Linked DNA regions of Sus scrofa: region 2 is linked to region 1. A link is a contact called in public HiChIP or PLAC-seq data. All regions are on one chromosome and are shown on one strand. The core of a region is the stretch at or near the end of the contact, and the rest is flanking DNA. Distances in the headings are between cores, read along the strand shown.

What was found. HiChIP or PLAC-seq counts read pairs in DNA pulled down with a chosen protein or histone mark.
Region 2: an H3K27ac HiChIP or PLAC-seq map of alveolar macrophages shows a contact between it and region 1. The contact joins the promoter of HERC5 here to the promoter of FAM13A in region 1. A contact is called at or near these places in 1 of 47 Hi-C or Micro-C datasets (heart right ventricle) and 1 of 2 datasets of contacts at active chromatin or transcription factors (alveolar macrophages).

Annotation. Positions count from the first base shown.
Region 1 is chr8:130,018,330-130,023,673 of Sscrofa11.1, forward strand. It overlaps FAM13A (protein FAM13A), which reads left to right and starts at 3,252. Exons shown (of 24, transcript XM_021100748.1): 1 at 3,252-3,486. The coding sequence starts at 3,460.
Region 2 is chr8:130,588,067-130,593,410 of Sscrofa11.1, forward strand. HERC5 (E3 ISG15--protein ligase HERC5) reads right to left here and starts at 3,092. Exons shown (of 24, transcript XM_021100766.1): 1 at 2,804-3,092; 2 at 2,565-2,748; 3 at 1-103. The coding sequence starts at 2,887.

The DNA of each region.
Region 1 (5,344 bases), core at 2,002-4,501:
ACAGAGAATCAGAGTCAGTGTGGAGCAAGGGCTCTCCGATTTTGCTCATGACACACAAGTTGCATGTAGCCCATCCATACACATTCTGTTCATGCGTGTATGGCCTCGTGGCTCTGTCTGCCTGTGTGTGAGGTCGGGAAATGCAGTCTCTAGCTGGACAACCAGGGGCTCAGCCACAACTAAGGTGCAGAAAGAGCTCAGCTGTTATCAGAAGGCAAGACTACATCCTGGAGAGAGTTAACAGTCTGGGCCATGGTAGCTATATGAAAATAAAGTCTATTTAGGTTCTCCTCTTTTACTGTATTTTGAAAAAAATTTCAAATAGACATATAGTCAAACCGTATGATCATCAAAAATTGTTAGCATAGCAGCTAGCAAATGGTAATAAAAATAAGCGCTTTTCATGGATTATATTATTTGACCTTCACCATGACTATATAAAAGAGACTGCAACTGATAAGACTGCGGTTGGTAAATGGACAAAGAAAACGGATCAAAGACAGTTCACAGAATAGCAAATACAATGACTAATAATGATTTTTCTTTTTCTTCTTCTTTCTTTCTTTTCTTCTTCTTTTTTTTTTTTTTTTATGGCTGCACCAGCAGCATATGGAAGCTCCCAGGCCAGGGATTGAATTCAAGCTGCAGCTGCAACCTGTACTGTAGCTGTGGCAATGCCAGATCCTTTAACCCACTGTACTGGGTGAAGGTCAAACCAGTACCTCTGCAGTGACCTGAGCTGCTGCTGGATTCTTAACCCATTGTACCACGACAGGCACTCAGATTTTTCATGTATTTAATATTACAATAAAAAATGCAGCTTTTAAAATAAATCATTTTCACTTGCTAAATTAGGAAATATTTTACAAGGTATTTGGACTTGGGAAAGTATGAGTCGTGGAGCATAAACTGCCCGAGTCAGTGCATGTCAAGAGCCTTAGCACATGCTCATATGATCTGTGATCTAGAAATTTCACTTTAAGGAGTCTACTGGAAAAAAAAAAATCAGAGGACAAAGAATTCCTTAAAATCATACATATATAAAATCAAATCATGTAAATGTCTAAAAATGGGTGAATGACTAAATGGTTGTATATACAGAATGTAAATCACACATGATTAAAATTGTTTATTGTGCTAACAGTATGGGGGTAGGCCCCAATAGAACACCAAGTGAAAAAACCAGGATTTAAAATGATCAGAAAGTAGGAGTTCCTGTTGTGGCTCAGCGGAAAGGATTCTGACTAGGATCCATGAGGATGCAGGTTCGATCCCTGGCCTCCATCAGTGAGTTAAGGATCTGGCGTTGCTGTGAGCTGTGGTGTAGGTTGCAGACGAAGCTCACATCTGGAGTGGCTGTGGCTGTGGCATAGGCTGGTGGCTACAGCTCGGATTCAACCCCTAGCCTAGGAACCCTCATATGCCATGGGTTGTGGCCCTAAAAAGACAAAATAAATAAAATTAAAAAAAAAATCAGAAAGTAGATTTCAATTATGTTTTTTAAAAAGCACAGAAAAATCCTGGAAGTAGAGATGTTAAATGTTTCTGAGTGTCTTCTGTTATTCTTCTGGTGTATCTTGGCTTCTTTATTAGCATTTCTCCATTTACTAGTCATTTATCCCCCCCTCTCCCACTGGATCATCCATGAGATAAAGTACATACATTATCAGTAAGGTGTATAGGCCTTGAGGTGACCTAATCTTTAGGCTCTTATTTTTCACTATGGACCAGCAATATTGATATAATCAGAAAAAAAGACACATGTTTCAAGTATTAGCAAACGTTTATTTTTTGATTTTTTCCTTAGCACTGAGCCCAGTTTTCTAATGGGTGAATGGGAAGCAGAAGTGACAGCATCTAGATTATCTTAATCTAGAAGTTGAAAATTTTTTCTTTTTGTCTTTTGCCTTTTTAGGGCCATACCCACAGCATATAGGGGTTCCCAGGCTAGGGGTCAAATAGGAACTACAGCTGCCAGCCTCCCCAGTAGCCACAGCAACCTGGGATCCGAGCCACGTCTGCGACCTACACCACAGCTCTTGGCAATGATGGATCCTTAACCGAGGCGAGGGATCGAACCTGCAACCTCATGGATACTAGTCAGATTCATTTCTGCTAAACCACGATGGGAACTCCAAAATTTTCTTTTTTAGTAGAAAAAATGCTGTCATTCTCCCATCTCCATGTCTTTGTATGGCCTTGGGATGGTGTTATTCTGCCGTGTGGAAGTCGAGTCTGTGCAGTGTTTTGTGTGCACGTGGAAATAAAACGTACTCTGCTGTGTCCTGTGGTTTGCTTAGTACTAGTTGTCACCTTAGCTCCGCTGTGGGCAGCATGAGTTGGCTATGGGTACACAAAGAATACTAGATTTGAAGAGAAGTTTTGAAATGGGAGGTGATTTGTTTTCTCTTTTCCTTACACCTCCTCCCCTTAAGATATAAGGTTGTTATGTTTTGTGATTGGAGTAAATTTAAGCCTTTTAAAGTTACATCAGATGAAACTTCATAGGTAATATTCATCAGCATTCTCCTAAAATGTGCCCAAAAAAAGATTTGACAGAAAAGTAATAATAAAAAATAGGGCAGTTTCCTTCTGATTTATATGAAATGGATATTTTAGCTATCTGTTCTGGAAATTGTCAAATCAGACTTTCTAATGACACAGCATATGGAGTAGCAAATTCTTGAAGGTTCAGCCAGAGGCTAATTTTCCAGACTGTAAATCACATATGTAGATTTATGGCTGTCTAGAAACATGGGCTTTTATGTTTATCCCCAGTATATGCAAGATAATTTGAATGTAATTAGAAGCAGTAAGTAACAGCTACATAAAATAGAGCATCTGCACGTAGAACAATCCTGATAAAGGTGAAAGGAAGAAAATTTTGATAGAATTTAACCGATTTCTAGGGAGCCATAGAAATGAAAACTGCCTCGGGATAGAAATGAAAACTGCCTCGGGAGAAGGAGGAATATGCCTGCAGATGAAACCGGCGGGTGACTCCGTGAATTTCTCTTCGGGATGAGTAGCGACAGGAAGCAGGTGTGTGTTTCGCTTTGCTTTCTGCACTAAGCTAAGTCCTATTGATGACAATCACCAGGTGGTTGGCGGTTCCAAACTGAAGGCGCCAGTGTGTGACCTCTAGCGAGCCAGGTTTCCGAAAAAGATGTCAGCAACTTAAGGCCCAGGTCACATGACTCCTTCCGCTCGCTGGTACTAGAGGCTCTGGATCAAATTTCAACTCCAGGCAGTCCTCCCGGCCACGTGGGTTTCGCCAAATCAGAAGCCAAACCACACTTCCGAAAATGTTAGGAGCCGCTCCGCGCCTTCCGCGGGGACTCCGGATCCGGAGCTGGGTTTCACATCCGCGCACATCGCCAGAGTGGAATTTGAGGGCTGTGCCGTGATCTTGATGGTTCCAACCCGGCTCCATCAGGGCCACCGGGCACTTCCTGCGAGATGGGGGCGGGCGCTCTCGCCATCTGTGTGAGTACAGGCCACCTCTGCCTCCGTGCGCCCTGCCAGGGCGCGCAGAGGCCTCGGCCCTCCCGGTTTTGCGATGCCTGTGTCACTTAGTTTTTCCCTTCCTAGGAGGTGGGGGGAAGGTTCCCTTAAATTCCTTTCTATTCACATGGACGTTGATTGGGGGGGGGGGGCAGTCCGTCTTTTCGTCCACTTTCCTTTTCCAAAAAAAAGTGAAGAGCGATGCATGCGGAGCTCATTGGGGTCCGTGAACTTGATCTACTGTCGATCAGTCTCAAGCCTTGTAAGACTTTTTTTGTTCTGAAAGAGTTAAATACGAACGCTTCCTTGTAGCTACTGGAAATATCTTGTGCCTAGATGGAGCATGAATTAAAAGAATTAAAGTAACCATTCATCAATTTCCCTCAGAGAATGTAACATTTTTTTTCATTCCACATTTTTGTTTTCATTTAGTAATTCTAGAATTTTTGTTTCAGGAGGGTTGCTAAAAGTGATGGTAAAAGAGCTAACTAAGCTAATAAATGTGTGTGAATCCTGAGTCACCTATAGAAACCACTGGTTGTAATACTGTAGCAGCAGTAAATAACACTGATCTAAAAATCTATGGGAAAATGTGTATATGTCTAGGGCTGAAATTCATGAATTTCAAAGCACTTCCGTTGGTGCTTACGTGTAAGCTTTTGCAGTAACCAAATTTATCTTCAATTACTTAACTTCAGGATACTGTAATTAAATTTTTTAATTTCAGTGTATAGCAAATGCATAAATAAAATCTCAAGTTGATATTGTATTCTAGGTGGGCATTATATTTGTCCCTGGAGGTACTACATGAGAAATATCTTATTCTGTATTATCACCTTTCATTTCTCCCACGTGTCATCACATATAGGTCAGATCCAATGTGTTTTTCAGGTTTCAGCAAGAGCTGCATTTTGTTGTAGGCTGTGATGGCATCCTACCAGACATAGCTGGGTAATTTTTGACACCTAGGCCCTGAATGGCCACCAGATGGTGGCTTAGTCCCACAGGTTGAATTTTCTTAGTTAAGACTGCAAGGTGACACCCTCATGTCCACGCTCAGAACTTCTCAGCATCCTGTGAGCCCGTCTTCCTGACTCCCTTCCTTTCAGCCCCAAGCTTGTAGGATTCAGCTGCTGATCTTTTTCCTTTTCCAAAGAGGTTCCTTTCCTAAGGGGAACATACTGAGCTTTCATTTTCCTACAGACACAGGTCTGCATTTTTCCAGCTTTATAAAAAAAAAAAAAAAAAAAAAAACTTACAATCTGGCAGTGTGTAGAGTAAAGCAGCAGACTGACCTCTTTGTCCTGAGATGGACAGATATCTGCGTGTTTGATGAGATCTTTACTGCTTTTGCCCTTGGTCTGCGTGTATTGATCTGTATGTACCTCGACTAAAATGCAGACGGACCCATGTATGAAATTCTGTATTTTTCCTTAATTTTGATCCAAGCATGACAAACTTTCATTGAAGGCTGACATAAAATTATGCCATGGAAGAGATCATTTACTCCAGTGGAAGCGTAATTCTCAATCATTCCTACCCTTCTTCACCCTCAGCTTGGCCTGCGATTGTGCCGTGTCCCAGTTTTACTGTAGAAGAAATATTTACATGTTTAGGAATCATGGCATAGTATTTCTATAAGAAGAGTGACTGAAGAACAAAATGGTTATGTTTGTGATGGAAAAGTGAAAATGAAGTCACACTTGAACAGATGGTTTGGGCACACATACTTTTTTAGTGGAGGACTTCTCTACTCAGACATGGATGTGTTACCTGCTCAGGTATCCAGCTGCTGAAGACAGTCATTACAAAGTAATAGAGTGCTAGAGATTTAGAGAGA
Region 2 (5,344 bases), core at 1,842-4,341, 570 kb after region 1:
TAGTTGTACTCAAACGGTTTTCCATCGGAGGAGAGAATCAGCATGTGCTCTGCTCCTTGGTCCATGGAATGTATCTTCATTTTTTTTCCTAACTTAATGCACTCTGCAGAGCAAAGCCAACCAGAAACCACCATCACTCCGAGCGTTACCCACGCTTATTATTCACTTCATTATAATACACTTAAAACCTTTGGAAAAAATTTCTACTGGACCACTTTTGACTTAACACGAACTTCTCCTTAAAGAAAATTCAGGTGTGGAAAGCAACTTAGCAAGGACTAGTGTCTTGACAATGCATTTTTTTTGATTTGGGAAAACACTGATTCATACTTTGTTGACTGCACCTTTAAATTGGCCAAATAACATTTACCGTTAAATTTCTGTTTAATAAGTTCAGACAGAGAAACTAAATTTGAATTGAAAGGAATGAAAAACATCTGTAAGAAAATATCACTTAATTTTTGGACAACCTAACTCATTTTAGGAGTAAATATATTGTGTATTCTGAGATATACTCTTTCCTAAAACAAACCAAAAAACAGTAATAGGAGTTCCCATCCTGGCCCAGTGGAAATGAACCCGACTAGTATCCAGGAGGACACCACGGTTCAATCCCTGGCCTTGCTCAGGGTTAAGGATCTGGCATTGCCTGTAGAGCGGCAGCTACAGCTTCGATTCGACCCCTAGCCTGGGCACTTCCACAGGCCTCCGCTGTGGCCCTAAAAAGACAATAAAATAAAATAGCCCCCTCCTGACTGCTCCATCTAGAAGCCAAGGTCCACATCCTTAAAAGGGGTAATTGTATTTGATTAATGATTCTTAAAAAGGATGCTGTTAAGAGAATTTTTATTGGCATTAATACATATTCAGCCCTTTCTAAAAGTTAAAGATTTAAAATTGTCCTCTGTACCATTTACACTGATCGCGTTTCATTCGTTCACAAAAAGCAGGATTTGGGACCTTGTTTCACTTTTCAGTTCTAACGAAATAAAATCTATTCATATAAAAATATCAAAGCACAAATCACTTCAACATACACATGCTAAGAGAAACCAAAGCAGCTGGATAACAAAGAAAAAATGGCCCAACGGGCTGAAGTTTTTCAGAGACTCAGCATTTCAAATCAATTGAAAAATAAGGGGGGGAGGGGGCTATTCCAAAAACGTACTGAGACATGAGGCTAGCCATTCTGGAGAAACAAATCAATCCAGATCCCCCATCTCACTCCTTACGTCAAAATAACATCCAACTGTACCAAAATGTTTAGGTTTAAAAATAAAAACTAAAAAATACGGTAAAGATGGAGTTCCCCGTTGTGGTTCAGCAGTTAACGAACCCGACTGGGATCCAGGAGGACGAGGGTTAGATCCCTGGCCCGGCTCCGTGGGTTAAGGATCCGGAGTTGCAGGCGGCAGATGCGGCTCCGAGTCGGGTGTTGCTGCGGCCGTGGTGTAAGCCGGCAGCTGTCGATCCCATTCGACCCCTAGCCTGGGAACCTCCCTATGCCGCAGGTGTGGCCCTTAAAAAAAGCTCACTATAAGGATGAGAATATGAAACAGAACGCCTTGGAGTGTGAATCGCTTTCTAACGTAACACAAAGCTCTAAGCCTCCTTAAAAGAAAAGACTGACGAATAACATGAACGGAAAAGTTTTACAACGTACTTGGCCAACAAAGGGCTACTCTTACTCCATATTCTAAAAACCCTTCCAAGTTACTACGAAAAAGATTCGCAGCGCAATTTATTTAAAAGCCAGGCGAAGGTATGAACGAACAGGCAGGTAGGTCACCATAAGGAAATGCAAACGACCAAGAGGAAAAAAAAAGATCTTCGTCGCTGAAATTAACAGAAAACGAACAAAGGTAAAATATCATTCTCGACACTCAAAAGAGGAACACATTTTTCAAGATAAAGAATGTGGTCCTTTGTCTGCCCCCTACCTGTAAACTCGGAGCCACACGTTACCCCACCTGATCTCTACACGGGATGACCGCGGAGAAGCGCCACCCTAAGCACCCTGTTTAAACTACTCGCTAACGTAGGACAGAATCCTTGCGAACAAGGTCACGAAAACAAGGTTCTCCAAAGACGCAAAACTGGAGCAGGTACGTTCTAAAGAGGAGTTACGTGGAAACCGGACTCTGAACAGGATCGAGGCGGACGGGCTAAGACAAGACGCGGCCGGTCGATCCCCCCGCGGGGTCCGAGGGCGGCGCGGACCAGCGATATCTGGTCCCCATCCCGCCAAGCTCCGAGCCCGCGAGTGGCGGGGTGGCAGAGCCCAGGGGCGCTGCACGCGCCAAACGCCGAAAAGGCCCGGGCCGGGGGCGGGGGGCGTTTCTGCGGCCCCGCGGACCGCTGCCGGCGTCGGGGCCTCTGCTGAGTCTCCCGGGCCGTTTAGAGAAGGACCGAGTACCCACAAGCCGGGCCGCTCCGGAGAGAAGGGTCCGGGCCCGGCCCGACCGCGACGCCGACCCCGCAGGCTCGGACCCCGGCCGCCCACCTCACTCACAGCCCTGGCCCGAGGCGGGAGGGCCGCGCGGGCGCGGCGCCGCCCCACTCACTCGGCTTCCTCGCGCCGTCGCTCCCGGCCGGCAGCTGGTGGACCTCCACGCCGGCCCCGCCGCGCTCCAGCACCGCCAGGCGCCCGCCCGTGCAGCACATCTGGCGGGTCGCCTCGGTCCTCCCGGCCAGCGCGCTGCGGAGACCCGGGGCGCTGGGGAAGAGCCAGAGCTTCGCGCCCCGCGGCTCCGCGGGCCGGGACCCTGGGCGTCCGGACGCGGTGGGGCGGACCGCCGGGGGCGGACCGCGGGGGCCCGGCCGCGGGGCCCCGCCCGGGCGCCGAGCGCGCGCCGCCCCGCGACCTCCTCCGTGGTCTCCGCTCCATCGCCGCTTTCCTGGGTTCCAGGTCCACGCCTCCGCTCTCCGGGGCTCCAGCCCGCCCAGGGGCCAGGCGCCGGAGCGAGAAGGCCCAGGCCCGGGAGCGCGCACCGGCCCCCCGCGTCGCGGTGCGTGCGGAGACTGAGCGAGGGGAGCGCTCCGCGCCGTCGAAGACCCGCAGCCTCCCTGCCCCGCCCCTGCCCCGACGCCGGGCTCCCAACGTGCTGTTTGGGGGCGGAGCCGGCAGGTCCGGGGAGAAACGAAACTGAATTTTTTTTTTTTTAAGGGGGCGGAACCGAAAAGGAAAAGAAAAGGGAAACCCGACCGATTCAGGACTGGCTTTGGCAGGCGGCCAAAGTAAACAGGGCGCTGGCTGGTGAAGAGGTGGGCTGGGCAGGGCTGAGAAGGTGGCCCCGGGTGGCAGTGGCCACCTGAAGCCCTGGACCGGACGGCCTTCGAAGAAACACTCGATTCTAGTAGGAGGAGCCCTAACACAGGCAGAGCCCTGAAACCGGCGGACTGGCAGAATTTCCACAGTATTGTGGCAAGGAAAGCTAACGTTTGCTGAGCATCCTGTTCCACGGTCTGATCCACAACCTCTCGGTGAAACCAAAGAAAACCACGGTCATCCCCAGGGCCCACACTGCGGTGTCTGCAAACAGTGATCTGCTTTCCGTTGATATATTTTTGCCTACTCTAGATTTGCGTACCAGTGGAATCGAACTTGTGCAGTCTTTTGTGTCTGCCTTTTTTACACTTAGCATAAGGCTTTTGAGATTCATCCTATTGTGTTTAATCAGTTCCCTCTTTGGTTTGGTTTGGTTTGGTTGCTTTTTAGGGCCGCACTCCGGGCCTATGGACGTTCCCAGGCTAGGGGTCAAATGCGAGCTACAGCTGCCGGCCTACACCACAGCTCACCGCAATGCGGGATCCTCTCATCCCACTGAGCAAGGCCAGGGACCCCACCAGCATCTTCGTGGATCCTAGTCGGTTCCTAAGGCGTTGAGCCACGAAGGGAACTCCCCCCTCTTTGTTACTGCTGAATGGTAGTCAATTATATGGATGTACCACAATTTATGCATTTACCAATAGGCAGGCATTTCAGCCCTTTCTAGTCTGGGGCTCCAATGAATAGGTAGAGGTGCTATGAATGTTTGTGAACAAGTCTTTGAGTGGATAAATGTTTATATTTCTTTGGAGTAAATAACTAAAAAACAGAATTGCTGAATAGCTGGTAAGTACATAAATATTTTATATCACTATAAGAAACTGCCAGGCTATACTATTTTGCATTTTCCTCTAGCAATTTACAGGAGTTCCAGTCTCTGTGCCCTTGCCAACCTTCAGTATTGTTAGTGTTTTAATTGCAGAAATTGCTGTGGTCTGTAATACTATCTTAATGCAGTTCTGCTTTCCATTTCCCTAAGGATTAATGATGTTCTCTTTTCTCTTTAGTGAGGTGTCCACATCTTTTGTCCATTTATTTATTTATTTATTTTTATCTGTTTAGGGCCACACCCAGGGGCATATGGAAGTTCCCAGGCCAGGGGTCCAATAGGAGCTGTAGCGGCCAGCCTAGCCACAGCCACAGCAAGGCCAGATCCAGATCCCAGTGGCATCTGAGACCTACATCGCAGCTCAGGGCAAGACTGGGTCCCTTAACCCACTGAGAGAAGCCAGGGATTGAACCCGCATTCTCATGGTTCCTAGTTGGTTTCCTTACCACTGAGCCACAATGGTAGCTTATTATCTAAAAGATTTTTTTTTAATATAGAGTTCTTTGTGTTATAGAGCAAGTCCTTTATTAGATATATGTTTTGAAATGTTTCTTCAGTCTGTGGGTAAGCTTTTAACTTTATTAAAAATAACATCTGGGAGTTCCCATCGTGGCTCAGTGGAAACGAATCTGACTAGCGTCCATGAGGATGCAGGTTCCATCCCTGGCCTTGCTCAGTGGGTTAAGGATCCCGCATTGCCGTGAGCTGTGGTGTAGGTTGCAGATGTGACTCGGATTTAGCGTTGCTGTGTCTGTGGTTTAGGCTAGTGGCTGCAGCTCCGATTGGACCCCTAGCCTGAGAACGTCCATATCCCCGAGTGCGGCCCTAAAAAGAAAAAAAGAAAAATAGCATCTGAACTCAACATTGTAAATCAAATATATACTTCAATAAAAAGAAAGCTATGATAAAACTAAAACAAAAAAAATGTTTACATGAAAAGAATGTCATTTGAAGAGCTAGTTTTCATTGTGATGCAATTTATCCATTTTTTCTTTTACAAAATTCATGACTTTTTTTGTCTTAAGAACTCTTTGCTTAACCCCAAATAATAAGGATCTTCTTCTTTGTTATCTTCTGTAAAAACCTTTAGGTCTTTCTTACATTTCAGATGAATTGTTCTTTATGGTGTGAGGTAAGGGAAGAAGTTCTTTTTTTTTTAAGGGATTACCAGCTGTTCCAGTTTGCCT